2 separate regions of the Sus scrofa genome follow, and region 2 is linked to region 1. Evidence: chromatin contacts called from public HiChIP or PLAC-seq data. All regions are on one chromosome and are shown on one strand. The core of a region is the stretch at or near the end of the contact, and the rest is flanking DNA. Distances in the headings are between cores, read along the strand shown. Region 1 holds the start of CDC42 (cell division cycle 42). Region 2 holds the start of C1QC (complement C1q C chain).

Region 1 (4,352 bases), core at 801-3,300:
AGAACAAGGAAATGTAAAGAAAGTGGTTAAGCTCTCAAAACATTCAAGTTACTTTCTTAAATCATACCTAATCTTCTTCCAGAGGTCCACATATACACACATGTAAAAAACATCCACAGGAGTTCCCCTTGTGCCTTACAATTAGCTGATTAAGAATCTGACTAGTATCCATGAGGATGCAGGTTCGACCCCTGGCCTCACTCAGTGGGTAAAGGATCCGGTGTTGCCATGAGCCATGGTATAGGTCGCAGATGCAGCTGGGATCTGGTGTTGCTGTGGCTGTGGCATAGCCTCCACCCCTAGCCTGGAAACTTCCATATGCCGTGCATGAGGCCCTAAAAAGACAGGAAAAAAAAAAAAAAAAAAAATCCACAAGCCCACCTTAAATAGAACACCTAAAGACAAAAGTCATGAAAGAGACTCAGAAAGCAGTTTAATGGAGACTGAAATACAAACATTCTGATAGTTGACCTCACTCAAGATCCATAAGATCAGTGTATCTCTAAAAGTCCCCCAAAGTCCCTTTCAATATTTTCTTTCACTTACAAATGTCCCTAAGTGGGCCAACTCAAAAATGTGATTTCTTTCTTTTTTTTTTTTTTTTAATTTTAGGGCTGCACCCGTGGCATATTGGGGTTCCCAAGCTAGGGGTCCAATCAGAGCTGAAGCTGCCAGCCTACACCACAGCCACAGCCAGTCAGAGCAACCCAGATCTGAGCCAAATCTGCAATCTACACCATAGCTCACGGCAACACCAGATCCTCAACCCTCTGAGCAAGGCCAGGGATCAAACCTGCGTTCTCATATATGCTAGTCAGATTCGTTTCTGCTTAGCCACGACAAGAACTCCCAAAAATGTGATTTCATATTTAATTTTACCTTCAAATTTTCCCCCTTCAATAAACCTGATTTTTCTTCCAATAATCTGGGCCTACCTCAATCACTTTATCAGCCCTGGAAGATTATAGACTGTCAATTACAATTAAACATAATTACCAAGTCTTTAACCTGTCACCTTCTTCAAAATGCTCTCATCTCTGAACACTGACCTAAAGTACTCATACATTTTCTTTCTTTTTACTTCCAAACAATACTAGTCCCATATTAATCATACATAGGTGCTTCAAAACCCCTAAAATAGATCACTTAACAGAGGTAGCTGTTACCACACCAGGCCAACTCATAGCTCCCCTCTCATTACAGAATGGACATCTATGTTTAACATAATTATACCACTGGATTGGTCAACCAACCTGGGACAAACAATGGATCCCTAAACACATTCTTTCACAAATGAATGTTACTCTAAATAACTCTGTCTCTCTCTCACTTCAATATCTTTGTTATTCCATTTTCCCTCTACTCTTCCAAGGAGCAGGTAAGATTAAAGAGCATTCGTAGGAGAGAACCCCCAAAGGCTTCTGTTGATGGTCTCATAAAAACAGAATGTATTCTCTGCCTCTGAAAACCAGTCTGGAGCTCCATTACTGCGAGGAAAACAGCTCCATCAGCTTTTCTTCTATTCCCCCGGGAGAATAAGTAGAGACACACTACTTTTCCTGAAGTTACAAGACCCCCGAAATCATCCCAGAAAACCTCTAAGCACTGATAAATCATTGGCCAAGATATCAAAAAAAAAGTCACCTCATTCCAAGATGTTGGGCATACTTCTCCAAACTGAGACCACCACTCTTTAGAATCTTGTCTACTGGAGTTTTGCCTCCCAGCACTTCTTGCAAACCCTTGTGTCACCCCTTCTGACTTTCCACTGATTTTTCAGCTGTTTAATTTTAAAGTGTATATAATTTACCCATGAGAAGTCAAGATCTTTAAAAACAGGAAACAAAGGCAGACAACAGAAAAATTTCAGTACACAAAGAGAAAGTTCTCAAAAGGATATCAAATTATAATACATTTCACTAACAGAAGGAAGCTTTATACTTACAGTCGGTACATACTCAGATGGAAATTTGTTTGTCGTGTAGGATATCAGGAGACATGTTTTACCAACGGCACCATCGCCCACAACAACACACTTAATCGTCTGCATTGCTGAAACAGTTTTGTATCCACTTTAAATATTTCAAATTTGATGATGACCTACAAAAAGATTCAAGATATTCATCTTAATTATTTGTACTTACAAATATTTTACTTTCTTCAACTAGCAACAGGTTCACTTAGAGCAAGAACAGAACTAGCACAATGGAGCTCTCGTCATGGTGCAGCAGAAACGAATCGGAACCAGGAACCATTACATTGCAGGTTCAATCCCTGGCCTCGCTCAGTGGGTCAAGGATCCGGCGTTGCCGTGAGCTATGGTGTAGGTTGCAGACGCGCAGCTCACATCTGACATTGCTGTGGCTCTGGTGTAGGCCAGAGGCAACAGCTCCGATTAGAGCCCTAGCCTGGGAACCTCCATGTGCCGCGGGTGCAGACCTAAAAAGTCAAAAGACAACAACGAAAAAAACAAAAACCTAACACACCAACTACTTTGAAGCTAAAAGAACCTAAGAGAAATTAGTGACTTGCAAATAAGAGTCAATTTTCTACGTTTCTGATCCTTGAGAAGTGTTTTTTTGTTTGTTTGAAGTCAAACGTATTGTAAAAAAGAGTTTCCACTGTGGCTCAGCATTAATGAACCTGACTAGTATCCATAAGAACTATCCCTGGCCTCCCTCAGTGGGTTAAAGTTCCAGCATTGTCATGAGCTGTGATGCATGTCAAAGGCAAGGTTCGGATCCTGTGTTGCTGTGGTGTAGGCTGGCAGCTGCAGCTCCAATTCGACTCCTATCCAGGGAACTTCCATATGCTGTCAGTGCGGCCCTAAAAAGGCCAAAAAAAGGGTAGTGTCAAGAGAAGCATATTTCTTTTTAGGGCCATATCCACAGCATATGTAAGTTCCCAGGCTAGGGGTCAAATCAGAGCTACAGCTGCCAGCCTCTACCACAGCCACACCAATGCTAGATTCAAGCCATGTGTGCAACTTACATCACAGCTCACACCAACACCAGGTCCTTGACCCACTGAGTGAGGCCAGGGTTCGAACCTGCGTCCTCATGGATATTAGTTAGGTTTGTTTTCTCTGCATCACAATGGGAACTCTAAGCATATTTCCTTTTATAACGGAAGAGAAGAGGCTGTTTTAGAATGAATCTCGCGCAGAGTATCAAGTGTTATTTTGTGCAACTTTTCCTTCAACATGCCCACACACCTGTATATATGCATACCAAAATGCAATATAAAAGCCACTACTTCAAAGAATGGTCCTTTTAGCCAATCTTAGAGCTATGGTTACTCAGGGTATATAACCAACAAGCAGCAGAACACTACACCCGCCCCCCCACACACACACCCCATAATAGATGAGCACCACAAGGAACTGGACAAAGATTAGTGTGATCCCTGGTCTCAGCAGATGTTTCAGTACCAAACTGCCTAGTTACTAGTTCAATATACATGGCACGAAGAGGCCAAAACCTACATTTTTATAATGAAAAAGTGAGATCACTCTAAAGCACTCTTACAAATAGGTAACAATTACTTTAATTCCTTTTACTACAGTCCTCCATTCTAAGAAGCTATCAATTAAAAATGCACCAATATTTATTACATTTCATCAATTCTGAGATGCTGTTTTTACATTTAAACATTTCTAAAATCGAAACTTATCGTGGAGTTCCCTGGCAGCCTAGCATTTAAGGATCTAGTGTTGCCACTGCTATAGTATAAGTTCAATACCTGGCCCAAGAACTTCTGCATGCCAAAAAAAAAAAAAAAGTATCTCTACTGGAAGGGCCTTATATTTGCTACCAGCTGTTTTTCCCCTCATATTTTGATGGTCTATGAAAATTGGCCTATATGACTTCTTAGAATCAATGAAAATTTTTAACAGTTTTTCTGGAAGAATAGAGAAGAAACACCACCCCCGGTATATCTATTTTATGATAAAGTCCTATTTCAATTATAATCCTGAAGGGGTTACAATTCCTTGCTAATCAGAGCTGCCATTTATTAAATACAAAAATGTCAAGGAACCGTCGAAGCCTGGGATGGATGCCAGGCCTATAATGCTCTGATAGTAACCTTCACAACTCTTTTGTCTGTTCTTTGTTTTTTTAGGGCCGCACCTGTGGCATATGGAGGTTCTTAGGCTAGGGGTCGAAAGAGAGCTGCAGCTGCCAGCCTATACCACAGCCACAGCAATGCCTGATCCGAGTCACATCTGCGACCTCCACCACAGCTCATGGCAACACCAGATCCTTTAACTCACTGAGCAAGGCCAGGGATCAAACCTGAATCCTCATGGGTACTAGTCAGATTCTCAACCCACTGGGCCACAATGGGAACTC
Region 2 (4,352 bases), core at 926-3,425, 520 kb before region 1:
CTGTTTGCCCAACTGAGATAAGGGCATAATAGAACAGATCCCGTGGAGCAGCTGGAAGAGTGGGGTAGGAGGATGCATGAGCCATAAGCTCCTAGGCAGCTCCCAGCACTGTCAGGTCCTGGTGATGGCTGTCAGGATGCTGACCAGGCTGCACATCTCATCCTTAGGGTCTGTCTTCCAGCAGTTGACTGGGAGGGGCAGGCATGGCAGTGGGGAGGGGGCTTGGGAGTTGGACAGGATTCCCATGTGTGACTTCCTTCTGGCAGGTTGCTCGATCTCTCTGAACTTCAGCTTTGACATTTGTAAAATGGGTGTAAATTGCTTTTTTGAAGGATTTTGACCTCTGGTTCTTATTTGTAAAGTAGAGTGAATTTTATCTACCCCACAGGATGGATATAGGTACAGCTTTTGGAACGGTGCCCGGCACACAGTAGGACTCAAAAAGTGGTGGCCATTAGCCATCCTGGGCAGCGAGATGGCAAGAGGCAGCTGTGAAGTACAGGGTCCTAGAAAAATGGCAGGCCCGGGAGCTTCACTCAGCTCACCAGGACCTGGAGCCCTTCCTTCCGGAATGTTGGTGCAATTCCACTCTATGGCCAGGAGGGACAATGACAGTGGAAAATCCCCAAGGACATTCCTCTCCACTGGCCTCCCTCACCCACTGCCTCTGCCACCCAGCCCTGTCACCCCTGCCCAGCGCCACCCCAACCTCCCCTGCCCCTGCTCAGGACACACTCCATCCCCTTGAAGTGCACCTGCTCACAGACAAGTCACCCCCAGACTCCCGCTCTGGCCCAACACCAGTGCCCATTTCTGTCCTCGGCCCACTTTGCTCATGCTAGGGCTTGCCGGGAAACTCCGACAGAAGATTCTGTGGCTGTGATCCTGACTGCTTACCCCCACCCCTCCAACTACCCAGAATCCTAGGGAGGGAGGTGAGCACAGATCTCTGATGAGAATGATGATGACAACAGCTGTGACAACCACAGCCCTCGCTCACTGAGACTTGCCACATGCAGGGATTATTTGATATTTGATCTTATTAATCTTCATGGCACCCCCCCCACCCCCCATGCGGTAGGAGCTGCCACCTCTCCATTTTACAGATGAGGAAACCGAGGCACTATAATGTTAAGTACCTTGAGCAAATTCACATGGGGGAAGTAGTGGGAGTGGGACTTGAACCCTGGCCATCTGGGCATTGTATACAGTCTCTGCCTGAGCCCCACATTCCCCTCCACGGTCCATGTTGCTGGGCAGGTAGTTGGCGGGGCCGGGGGGTGGGGGTAGAGTTGCAATAGCGTTTTGGAATTTGCCAAAGGTGCTCACCTGGATCATCCCCTGTGATCCTCCCCGCTCCCTCCCAGGGCCTGTGCTCCCCTTCTCTCCCTATGATCAGATGGGGAAGTTGAGGAGCAAAGAGGTGAACCATGGGGGGCCTGAGGATTGGGATCTGAGGGGAGAGGGCTAGACCTGCCACCAGGGTTAAGACTCTGCCCTGGAAGCCGGTGTGGCCAGAAGGACCACCGTCCTTGCCATCAAGCTGCTGTCCCCCCTCCCCCGGAGTTGGCCCCGGATGGACACTCCGATGCCTGCCCCCAGGCCGGCAGACTCACCTGGCTCACCCTTGGGCCCTGGCAGTCCATCATGCCCATCCTTCCCGGGGGCCCCAGGCAGGCCCGGTATCCCAGGGATCCCATGGCATCTTAAGTTGTCCTGGCCTTCAAGTGGCAGTGCCAGTAGAAGCAGCAGTAGGTTTAGTACCAGAAGGGGCCAGGAGCTGGACCCCATGTCCATCTGGGGAAGGAGCTGGGTGGGGAGAGAGCTGAGTCGGCCCCCAGCCCCTCGCCCACCCTCCTCACCCTCTCCCCCCAGGGGCCGTCCTCCTCAGCCGTCAGGAGCCTCCCTCCCTTCCCCAGGCCCTCGCCCCTTGGGAGCACACCGCAGATTGGGATGGAGACCCTCCCTCTTCTCACAGGTCAGGCTGTCCCTGGGGCCATGTTTCAGGAGGGTGGCGGGGGTGGGGGTGGGGGAATTGCCATTCGCCCTCACCTGGACAGGTGGGAGGTTTCTGGTCTGGTCACAGGATGTCCTCAGGTCTGCTTTTCTTCTCCAAGGCAGGAGGACACCGAGTCGGAGTGGATGCAGCAAGGAGGGCCCGGAACAGACTGGGCGGCCCCCTCCCCGCCCCTCCCCCTCCCCTCAACACCACATCCCCTTTCCCATAATTTTTCCTGACTCAATACTTTCTTTTGGGTGCTGAGCCAGACTGACCACAGGGACGCCCCTGTGTCCCTCCACCTTCAGGTCATGAGTGTCCGAAATGAGGAAATTGTTCACTGCCCCGGATCTGGTAAATTGCGTGTGTATGGGTGTGCATGTGAACTTCCGCCTCCTGGGCAGACTTCCCCCAGAATCAAGTTCAGCCCATCTAATGCCCACCCTGCCCCTGTTGCCATTTACTGTGCCCGAGCGAGACTCAGTTGTTTCACAAGATCCCCAGGAGGAAGTTATAACCCCCCCCCTCCCACTTTACAGATGAGGGCACTGAGGCCCAAGGAGGTGAAAAATCCTTGCCCAAAGTTGCATACTGAGTGCTTTCTTGGGGTCCAAGCCTTGCTCACACCCCTCTGCGTAGCTGCCTCCAGAAACAAGCCTCATATGCATTTGTCAAGTGGCAGGTCTTATTCTAGAAACTTCCATATGCCTCCTCCTATTTGCCCTAGTTGGGGGTGGACACTCAGGGCAAGCTTTGCTGGCAGGCAGCCTGCTGTGGAGTCAGCAGCCTTGGGGTATCCTTCCAACCCTGCCCTGAGGCCTTCAGCAAACCATCGGTTCTCAGGCCTCAGTCTTCCCATCTGTATACAGGGTGGTGGGAGAGGCCCAGGTTTTGCATGTCAGTGCCTCTACCTTTGCTGGGGCTCCGATGATCCCACTCTCCCTGCCAGCACCGCCTCCCTCACCTCCATCTCCAGCCCCCTGCCTCTGGTCTTGGAGCCCAGTATGGCTGGTGAGGGGTGGCCAGTTGGGGTCAGGCTGGCAGGGCTGAGAGATGCCCCCTCCTCTCCTCTTCTCCTCACATGAGATTCTGGGGGGGTGGGGCAGTGGAGGGTTCCAGACTGACTCCACTCCTGCCACCCATGTGAGTGGGTGGTTGGATCTCCCTGAGCGTTGATACCTCCTCTGTACCTGGGGGTTTCCAGTAGCTTCCGTGCAGGGCAATGCTAAGGCACACAAGTGCTTAGCCCTGGGCTGGTCACGGGTGGGAGTTTGGAGCCCTGCCCCTGCCTGGCTGAGTGACTCCCAGGGCCTCAGGCTCCCCGGCTGTCCCTCTATCCTGTGACACACGGCTACAGAACGCCACAGGGACAAGAGAAAGGATGTGAATGTTCTTGGCCCCGGAATTTCCAAGTGGGCAGGGGGCTGGGAAGAGCATAAATGAGGGACACAGAAGTATGGGGGGTGGGGGACCTAGCCCGATAACACCCAGGGCTCCCATTTTCCACCCTCACCTCCTTTGTGCCATGGTCTGTCTTGTCCGGCAGGTGGCAGCCTCAGCCCGCGCTCAGCCCTCCCCTGCCCCTCCCACCTGGCCAGCCTGGCTGGGTCCTCTGCTTCCAGAGGGGCTAGAGATTTGCTTTGGCGAAGAGGGGTGGGTATGGGTGGAATTTATGGTAAGACGCTGCGGGGCTCCCTGCACCCATTTCTATCTAGACTGGAATCTCCAGCTACTTCTGGGGCCTCCACTCCTGACATTGTCTTTGAGCCGCATTGCAATGAAAGATGCCCTCCACTTTGGGGTCAGGCGGACCTGGTTCAAATCCAGGCCCTGCCACCTTCTGGCAGTGTGACCTTGGCAGATGTCTCCTTTCGTTGAGCCTCAGTGTCCTCACCGATTTTGCTGGGATTAAATCCTGGGTGGCTATGAAATGTCCAGCCCACAGCAGGTGCTCACAGCTCTGTCTCTTCCTGGTCTATGGGTGTGTGTGTGCTGAGCAGGCAAGGGGAGAGCTGGGGCAGAGTAGAGGCCCAAAGGGGGCTGAGGGGTCCAGCACTGCCCCGGCGCTGCACAGCCTTGCTCTCTTCTTCCTGTCTCCCAAAGGATGTGGATGGGGCTGGTCAGCCCCAGGAGAGGGTCTTGAGTGGGTGTGGGAGGTGGGGGTTGGGGTTGTGGGGATGTGAGCACCCCAAGGGGAAAGTGTGAGAGGATTGGGGTATTTCTAAGGCAGATGCTTGGCGGTGGGACAGGAGAGCGTGTGCCCCTGTGTATGCATGTTAGGGGTGTGTCCGGGACGGGTGTGTGTGAGCACACTACTGATGGTTGATGGGGGCACCTGGGTTCGGAGGTGGGG

The links. HiChIP or PLAC-seq counts read pairs in DNA pulled down with a chosen protein or histone mark.
Region 2: a contact with region 1 is called in an H3K27ac HiChIP or PLAC-seq map of alveolar macrophages, with 6 times the contacts expected there. The contact joins the promoter of C1QC here to the promoter of CDC42 in region 1. A contact is called at or near these places in 1 of 5 promoter capture datasets (fetal skeletal muscle) and 1 of 2 datasets of contacts at active chromatin or transcription factors (alveolar macrophages).

Annotation. Positions count from the first base shown.
Region 1 is chr6:80,066,689-80,071,040 of Sscrofa11.1, reverse strand. CDC42 (cell division cycle 42) reads right to left here and starts at 2,050. Exons shown (of 5, transcript NM_001078680.1): 1 at 1,946-2,050. The coding sequence starts at 2,050.
Region 2 is chr6:80,590,554-80,594,905 of Sscrofa11.1, reverse strand. C1QC (complement C1q C chain) reads right to left here and starts at 2,175. Exons shown (of 3, transcript NM_001244286.1): 1 at 2,053-2,175; 2 at 1,617-1,809. The coding sequence starts at 1,797.